2 separate regions of the Arachis hypogaea genome follow, and region 2 is linked to region 1. The links are chromatin contacts, called in public Hi-C maps. All regions are on one chromosome and are shown on one strand. The core of a region is the stretch at or near the end of the contact, and the rest is flanking DNA. Distances in the headings are between cores, read along the strand shown.

Evidence for each region. Hi-C and Micro-C count contacts between places; a contact is called where the count stands out from the background.
Region 2: a contact with region 1 is called in a Hi-C map of leaf, with 1.7 times the contacts expected there. The contact joins the promoter of LOC140173729 here to the promoter of LOC112697143 in region 1. A contact is called at or near these places in 2 of 8 Hi-C or Micro-C datasets (both in leaf).

Annotation. Positions count from the first base shown.
Region 1 is chr6:100,389,250-100,393,975 of arahy.Tifrunner.gnm2.J5K5, forward strand. It overlaps LOC112697143, which reads right to left and starts at 3,361. Exons shown (of 12, transcript XR_011862536.1): 1 at 2,694-3,361; 2 at 1,945-2,017; 3 at 1,226-1,300; 4 at 1,052-1,113; 5 at 882-950.
Region 2 is chr6:100,766,049-100,771,330 of arahy.Tifrunner.gnm2.J5K5, forward strand. It overlaps LOC140173729, which reads right to left and starts at 2,216. Exons shown (of 1, transcript XM_072198278.1): 1 at 1,692-2,216. The coding sequence starts at 2,216. The coding sequence ends at 1,692.

The DNA of each region.
Region 1 (4,726 bases), core at 2,111-4,610:
TCGTGTTTAACAAGTTAATGAAGTCTCAACTACAATACAATTTACAATAAAGAAATTGCAAATTATTCTAACTAATAAGACATACAGATACATGCTTCTAAATTGATTGGCATTTCAAGGTATTTATAACCAAACTCTCGGTAGAATAGTTGAAAGACTAACTAATCAAGGTTTGACCATCCAATTGTAGTTGAATTGTGATTGAACAACATTGAAAATAAATATATATGTTACTGGTTGTATTTAAATGTGATTGTGAATATAAATATAAATATATAATTATATGTATAAATACTTTATTTTTTTATACTACTTGAAAAGTTGTCAAAGAACCATCACAGTTTTGCACCCCACTAATCATAGACTGTCATTTTCCTTTAACATGTTACGTTGGCAGACTCGCACTTTTCTATATCTTCGTCTTAATAGATCCACAGCTAACTTAACTCTAGAACAGGCTCAACAGATTGTACATTCGACCATACTGTAGACCATGGATGAGGCATTGCCTTTGTTAGTTGTGCTGTTATGCCTCCTTCCCATCATATCATATTCTTGTATAAAAACAATGGACAACAGCAACAGTGCGAACCACCAGTTAGAATGGTTGGTTTTTTATCTATTTGCACGAATGTGATTGGTTTGAGACTTTGAGTGATGACTATTTTAGTATAAGCACTCGCGCATTATCTTTAAATATTTGCATGTATTAAGTTATGTACAGATAGCCACATTTTCTATTAATATTTTCTAACTAATGTCAATAATAACTAAAACAGAAGGGCAATGAATTAAAAGGCAAGTGAAAACATGAACGCAATTTTATGCATTAATCAAGTACTGTTAGCACAAAAAAAAAAAAAAAATACATGTGAACATACCTCAACAGTTCTTAGTTCATTAAGAAGAGACTCTGATGGGTTTGTTATTGTCAGTACTATGTGAGCTCGCTGGGGAACAAAAACGGATAGAATCACAATAATCATTTTGCATACATTATGGTTAAAGAAGACCAAAGAAATCAGAAGATTGCACCCATAGAAAGGCTCACATAGCTATCAAGAAGTTTTTGAAGTTCCAGCTGTGCACTTCCAAGCATCTCCAAAACTTTACCTGCATACATATTATAACAGATGTAGCAAAAACTATATATGATTTAAATCAACTAGCAATGCCTTATGCATTTTTTCAGAATAGGACGGCCATGACATGTTTACTCACTCACCGCTTTCTTCAGAATCATCTAATGAAGTTTTCTCCAAAAGACAATTGCCCATTTCCCGTAGTGACTCTGCAAATTCTGAAACAAGATCCACAAAACGAACCCGGAAAAAAAAAAATTTCAATACTTACATATAATCAAGGCAATGGAACTGTTCCGAAGAGAGGAGAGGGAAACTAAACAGATTTAAATTGTTTTTCCAATGTTAAGCAAAGATTTTATAGCGTAACAAGAAAAAGGGAAAGGATCCTTAAAAGTGAGGACAGTTGTTTTTCAGTAAGAAATGAAGGGCGGCTAATCAACTTTGGATCATTTTGGTGGAACCCATACACAATGAAAGTTATTGATCGAAAGGTGATCGGTCCATCAATTTCGTGCTTTAAAACTACCCTCACTTTAGATAGTGATCCAAACCTAAGATCCTGTTGCACTAATGCACATTATCAACAGTGAAGAAGGCCAATCAGGCCAATACTATGGAGTATGACAAATAAAAAATGCCTGAAAAGCACACTGGTTGGTATCTTCAATTTTCTTATATATATATATATATATATATATATATAGAGAGAGAGAGAGAGAGAGAGAGAGAGAGAGAAAATCAATACGAGCAACAAAGAAAAAATAAATGCAGATCTAGCTGCATGAATTCTAAGACATTACGTGTGAAGAATGAAGAAAACAAGCAGATCAATCAACCATATCCAAAGATTAACATTTACCGTAAGCACTGTTTTCTGTCGCAGCCGCAGCCGCGAGTAGGCTGTCATAGCAATCTCTCATCTCTTGCATTTCCTGTGAAACAGGGAAAACAAACACTTAACTTCACTAGTGGAAGAGAAACGCAAGGGAGCAATCACGGCATCCTTTTCAGTTTTCACCATGAAGATGAAATAATTTCACTTATACTATAGCACCCTTTTCAGTTTTGACCATCCCCCTCCCCCAAAAAAAAAAAAAAAAAAAAACACATCAAGCTGCAAAATTTCACATTGTAGTCCATAAATACAATCAAGTTCATTAGAAGGGCACGGGAGTATGGACTAATTCTCCCCCCCCCCCCCCCCGGGGGGCGCCAACCCCCCTCCTCTCTAAAACAAAATTTATAAACATCACTGCCAAGAAGGTCCACAACTAAACCTAATTTACTTTCTTCAAAGGAATTTATCGAAAGCATAATAAATTAATAATAATATTCAGGAAACACAGAACAGAACAGAGTCCACGAGGATGTGTACTTTTATTTTACCACTCATGATTTAAGGAGCACAAGAGCAACACGCATAAGTGCATTAAAAATAATAATAAAAGTAAAAAGACAACTTCGAACCCGCAAAATTCTTAAATCGAAAATAAAAAATAAACTGAATCAAACATAGCAGTATGAATCAAACACAGTATATTATGAATGGTGCAGAGAAAAAGAAAAAACCATGAAGAAGAGAGAAAGAGAAAGAAGTAGGCGAAGTACCTTGGAAGCGAGAGCAAGCTCATCGAACTTAACGGAAGGTGGAAAGTCCCTCTTGTCCTTCCCAACGCTCTTGTTAAGTGCCAATTTCCTCAGCTTGTTGAGTGAGGACTTCATCTTTCCACCACCCACCCAAAACGACGCTCACCACCGCGCAAAACGGCAACGCCAGCAGCGCCAAAAAATAAATTGTAGAAACGACAAGACAAAAGAAGAAGAAGAATCGACGGAGGCGTTTAGGTTTTTCTCTTCAGTTGCGAATCACGAGTGTGGGGAGAATCTGAGATTGCGAATCGGAATCAGGGAAGATGGAAGTGCGGAAATGAATTCCGGGGCGTCTACGACGTTGAAGAAGGTTGCGGGTCAAAACGACCTCGACGCAGATCACACGAGACTGAGAGAGAAGAGAGAGAAAGAGAGATGGGAAATTGCGAAATTTGGAAACGGTAAAATGACGGAATTATACGGAGTTTGGGGAATCAACCCCCCAACGTCATACCCTCCCAAAATGCCCAGAACATCCCACACGCTTTTGCCCCCTTAACACGTGTGGGTGGGGGTGATTTCGTAATTTTCCACTGTTGTGAGATTCTATCATCTTACTAGTATTCAACTATTGCTCCGGCACGGGCGCATGGCGGCACTAAGCCACTAACCCTCACTGCAGTCAGGAATTGACATGCTTAACACTATTTTCATTTTATAATGTTTTTTAAAGAACAAATTCAAACATTTTGAGTTTGTTGTCATTTACAAAACAACAATTCTCTAGGAAACTAACATTATTCAGCCAATAATTCAGGCCCCAAGTATTGAGATGGTAAAAAAAGTTTAATAAAACAAAAATAAAATCACGTTTTTTTAAATTATTGAATGAGTAGAAAATTAAAATTAAATTGATATAAAAATCTTTTAATTTAATCTGTTACAAAATAAATAAGTTATTTACCAACTATTACTAAAATAGTAAGAAGTGTCTTATTCTAGTGGGCTATGCCACTGCTCTCTACTCTCTAGCCTCACGACTTGTGTTCAGCTCCTATTGCATTCATCAGCTCAAATGAGGTGTACATGCACCATAGTACAAGTTTTTGCTAACAAATATGAATCAGCTACATCTAAAATAAGAAAACATTGCAACAATTAATATAAAAATACGAAAAATTAGCTGTAAGTATATATATATATATATATATATATATATATATATATATATGTATGTATAGTAATAAGAACCAAACCAGTGATTAAACCGATCAAATTATTAGTTTATTAGTTTATTGGTCAACCGATAATTTACTAGTTAAATCGATAAAACCGGTCATATGTAAATAAAAAATATAAAATAGTCAAAAATTTTAAAATACACATCTTCACTAATATTTTAAGAACAACTAAGTCTCAAATTTTAAAGACAACTAATACAAATATAGACATAAAATTAGTTAGTACTACTACAATAATATTTTAATTTGACACAATAAGAATATCAAAACAGATAAATTTAATCACAATACTAACATTAAAATAGATAAAGATTAATAAACTTTTAGTAAAGTTTATATTTCTATTAATAATGATACATAATTAAAAATATCATTAATTCGAAAAATAGAGAATACAAAATTAAAATTAAATTAGATATTTATATAATTATTTAATTCAAAGATTTACTATATAATTAATGTTTGTCACATATAACAATGAGAAGCATGTTGACAGAATGGCATTGAAGGAGGATTGCACTCAAGAGGTTCTTTGTTCAAACTCTGCCTCTGGCACACTGGAGGACCACAAGATGCACTAGATCACAGGTAGAGATGCGGTGTTACGGAGCACCATAGAGTCCACTGTTACCGAACCAATTTTTATCAAATTTAACTGGTTTTCTCCAGTTCATGTCAGTTTCCATCCTTAAATTGTCCAAAGAACGAACTAAACCAATTCATGGTCCAGTTCACCGATTTTTCGGTCGAACTGGCCGGTCCGATTTAGTTTTTACAACTATATATATATATATATATATTGTGTTTTTA
Region 2 (5,282 bases), core at 966-3,465, 380 kb after region 1:
ATAATTAAAGTTAACGGTTAAAAATTACTGAAAGATCAATATATTAATACGCTTAAAATTTTTTTTATCCTTCATTGTTAAAATTTGACTAACTTTACCGACGACTTGTGGCCATCGATAATTATTTAACAACAACTGAGTTGTCTATAAAGAATGACTATTTAATTATTTAAAAAATTATAATTATACTATCATTGTTAATATTAATAAATGATAATTTATTTTTTATTTACAAACGACCTAGTCATTAATAATGTCCAATATATTTTATTTTTTATTATGCTTTATTGATCAAAATTTAAAAAATTATAAATATAAATAATTATATTTATTTATCACTAACAAAAAATAATATAAATGGGTGGTCATTAACTAACAAATACAAATACATCATAATATACTTGTCACTAACTAACAAATACATCATAAATACTCCTCATCGAAATGGACGCTCAATGCTGAAAGGTGGTCGTCTAGGTGGAGAGAAGAAGAAATACTTGTATGGTTTGTTGGTTTGGGAAGAGGAATGGACTTGCATTCCACAGGGTATTCAAAAGAAGAATAGAGATTTACAAGGGCGAAACTAGACTAACTATTTAGGGTAGTATTTAATAATTTATTAAAAATATTTTATATTATTATTTCTATTGATAAAATTAAAAAAATAAATATATAATCTCAATTAAAGTAAGATAATAATATAATTGAAAATTATCATTTACAGTTTCATATCATAAAAAGGTTATTTGACGTTTTTTTTTTATTTTCAAAATTGAATTTGTGTCGAAAATAACTGCTAATTCATTTTCTATATAGATGACCAAATTGTTTGCAAAAAATTCATCAGCTATCTTACTTCGGAGTCTTGTCTTAATAATTTTCATTGCTGAAAAAACTCTTTCTGTTTTTCACTGTAGACACTGGTAGAGTCAAAACAAGACGTATTAATCTATCAACCATGTGATAAGTTCTTGATTTTTCCATTTCTTGCAACTTGTTGCACAATTCAAAAAGTGTACTAACGCCTTTTCAAATGATTTGGTATATCATGTTGATAATGTTGCAACTGAGATTTCAAAATATTTAGTTCATTAGAAGAAAAGTCAAGGGGATAAAACTTCTCTGCTAACTTGTTAATTTCTTCAATATTAAATGATTTGAAATTGTCCTTAGGATCCAAAGCACAACTCAAAGTCAAAAGCTCTATTGTTTGCTCATGAAATCTACTATTCAACTCTTGTATTTGAGAGTCAATTGTTGCCAAGAATACGTCTATTCGATAATGATGCTCAACTGTCGCACTTGGTTGACGAGATCGACTTCTTCCAAAAACATATTGTGCACTCATATTAGGGACTTCAATTTCATGCTTTTCACAAAAATATTTAACATTTACAAGAAAATTGCACCATCCACCATCTCTTAATTGTTGAAGAAGTAACTTTGATGTAGAAACAATATGCATTGCATTAAGAATATCTTGAGATTGTTGTTGCAGTGCTTGGCAAAGAACATTAGTGATTCCCATAATCTCTTTCATCAAGTGCAAAGTGAAAACAAATTCAAATGACAATAATATTTTACTAACACCATAAGCCTCACCTCTTTGTGCATAAGTTGTCCCGTCTTCAATGATATTATTGAGAATAATATTGGTAGCAGTAAATATTTTTACCAAACTGCAAATAGAATTAAAGTAGAGCTCCATCGAGTATCCCAACTCTTTGTAAAGTGCTTATTTGATTTGCACCTTTGCCTGTTTCTAATTCATTTTGAGCAACCAAGTTTGCATTTTCAATTGCTTGAACTTCTTGTAATTGATCATGTCTTTTTGAAGAAGCACTAACAATAGTGACAATAAAGTTTAATTGAGTAAAAAATTCATGAATTTGAAGTACCTCTCTTGAAGCTGCCACCAATGCTAATTGTAACCTATGAGCAAAACAATAAACATAATATGCTTGTGGAGAATCTTTAAAAAACAAAGCTTGCAAACCATTCCACTCACCCCGCATGTTGCTAGCACCATCATACCCTTGACCCCTAATATTTTCAACTTGGAGATTATAACGAGAAAGGACAGAAATCAATTCTTTCTTTAAAGTTGTTGCACAAGTTTCAGTGACATGCACAAGATCAAAGAATTTCTCTTTAACAAAACCATCTAGAGTAACAAATCTCAAAACAATGGCCCATTTGCTCCTTTTTAGATTCATCTCTAGCTTCATCAACAATAATACAAAATTTGGCATCTCCAATCTCTTCTCTAATTAAATTTCTCACCTTAGTAGCAAGAATATATAGAATTTCTTTTTGGACATCATTTGAAGTATACTTAGCATTTTTTGGACAAAAAATTCTTTTTCACTCTTTCATTGTAAGATCCCAAAAATTTCAATATTTCTAAAAAGTTACCTTTGTTGCTTGAACTTTGGCTTTCATCATGTCCTCTGTATGCGCAACCTTGAAATGTCAACCATCTAATGCAATTTATAGATGCTTCTAGTCGAATTCGATTCTTTTCAATCTCTTCTGATGTTTGCTTATGAAGAAGTCTGTCGATATGTTGTGATTGTTTCATCAAATATCACATGATTTCAGCGCCTTATGATGGAATGAGTTGGGACCTTTGCCAATGTGATTCAAAAGTGCACATTCTTTTCCACTATTTACTTTCTTCCAATTACTGAAACCATTCTCAATAAAAGCATTTGAATCCGTATTGATTGAAGGTTCCTTAGCAAAAAGAAACCATGAAAAATAATATATAGCATCATCTTCTATATAATATTCTAACCAAGATGGGAACAATTTAAACCATGAAGCTTGAAAATGATGATGACTTTTATGACCAGAAAATGGATAATTATCAAGAATTGGTTGATTTGGCCCAACTTTAATATAATCTCGACGGATTTCATCTCTTTTATTTGGAGGAAACTTCCAAATCATTGGTCGCATTCCTGGATCTCTTTCCAAACGAAAAACATCCAGTTGATTTGGAAGAAGTCGTGGACGCTTTGCGCTATTCAATAGAGAACTTGAAGTAATGAAATTTGATGACCCTTCAAGTATTGGAGTAGTAATAGTAGAAGCATCTTCATTCTCTTGATCTTTTCTTTTAAAAAATGTATCAATGGTTTTGAACTTACTCATAATTCAAATGGCCAAATAAGTTTCCATAATTAAAAATATATTTAGCAAAAAGTGTAAATTATAATCTAAATCTTTATAAAATATAAAAATTATATTTTAATTCAAAATAAGATATTAAAATTCAGAACAATAATACTAACATTATAGTATAAATAATATAAAATTGTAATTAAATAGTTAACTAATAAAAAAAACTAAATATACAAACTAACATATAATAACATAAACTTAATTAACAAATAATAATAAATTAAGTAAATAACTAAATATATAAAAAACATAAAAAAATTAGATAAGACTAACAGAAAAATAATAAAAAAGCATAAAAGAAAATTACAATGCTAGATTAAATACAATTCATTTGTTCTATTTTTGTATGACTATGTCTCTTTATTATTAGTTCAATAATTTTCTTGAAATAAAAAAGAATAAAAATAGAATCTTTTTTGAGAAAGAAGAGTGAAGAATCACTTGTTGAACTACTATATTTTTTTTAATCTGCAAAGAAAAAAAACAAAAGTCAAAGAGGTAAAAGATAAGAAGATTAGAGAGATAAAAAAGAAGAAGAATAGAAAAAGTTGTTATCTGAAATTTTGAAAAGTGAAGATGGAAAGTATACGAACAAGAAGGGGGAGACTGGGAAAGTGTACGAACAAAAAGGGAGGGGGAGCTGGGAAATAAAAAAAAGGGGCGAAGAATGGGTTATTGGGCTGGGTTTTTTGTATGAATTAAAAGGGGGCTGGGAAAGTTACTGCAGTTGTTGAATTAGTATTATTTTATTATGTGTATGATTAATGGAACAGCACTCATAATAGGTTATATAAAGCAGAAGTATGATGGAATGGTGAATGCAAGCATTTTAATTGGGGAAAATTTAATAACAAAAAATGGACATATGGAGAATGATCCACTGCATCAAGGACCAAGAAAAAGTGAGAGAATTAGAACTACAAATACTCGTTTAGAAGGCTATGAGAGGACAGCCTGATGTGGTACTCCTTTCCTCTTGATTTTTCTGTTGTGTCTTTCTTTTTCTCAACTCTTGATTCTCTTTTTAATTTATTTTTTTAATATTCTCTTTAGGTATCCAATACTCATAATTGACTCTATGGCTTGACTTCACAACTATTCTTTTAGTTCTACAATTTCTGTTAATATATTTTTCTTGTTATGTTTTTCTTCCTCTCATTTCTTTTCAATTATATGTTACTGTTACATTGACTAGAAATTTTGAATATTCATTGTACCACATTACTAATTCACATCAATGTATGTATGTATATTTCATCCACCTTACAATTGGTGTTTTCATTCTACCATGGTTGTCACCGATAACACTCGCATGAAGAGTTTAGAGGCTGATGTCAAGAATTTATTTCACATTATCGAAGCGACACGCGATGATAACCGAGCTGAATGTGTTTGTGCTAATGAGGCAGCGAAAATAAAATTTTATAACATCCAATCATCATTGACTCAGCTTCTATAGGATCAGGCTCGCAATTGTTCCCCTTCGCAAGAGCACACCCATGGTTCAAACTCGGTGGCTAACTGGCAACCTCGTGTGGGGTTGAATCGGAGGGTGAATTTTGATCTTTTCAAATTCGATGGCTCAGATACATTGGGGTGGATATTCTCCATAGTTTAGTATTTCTATTTTTTCAGGATACCAGAGGAAGAGTAAATTGGCATCGCTACAATTCACATGGCGGGACCAATGATCCCTTGGTTCCAAATGTCTCAGCGCACAACTCAATTTGTTCATGGAATTAATTGAAGAGAGCTCTAGAGCTAGAATTTGGGCCTTCTCTCTTTGAATTACCCAGGGAACTCTTATTCAAATTACAACAAACGGTCACAGTAGGTGAGTACTATGCTGAGTTTGTGTCTTTGGCCAATCGTACTAATATAGAGCCACCTGAGGTCTTGCGCAATTGTTTCATTAGTAGATTACAACAAGAGATCCGTCGTAAGGTTAAGGCTCAATGCCCGCCATCACTGATGTGCGCACTCACCTTAGCCCGCCTCCACGAGGATAAGTTTGCGACAGTGCCGAGAGCAACTACAAGACCTGCTAACTATCGCGCATCCACTGCAGCTCCAACATCGGCTCTACCTCGGGATCC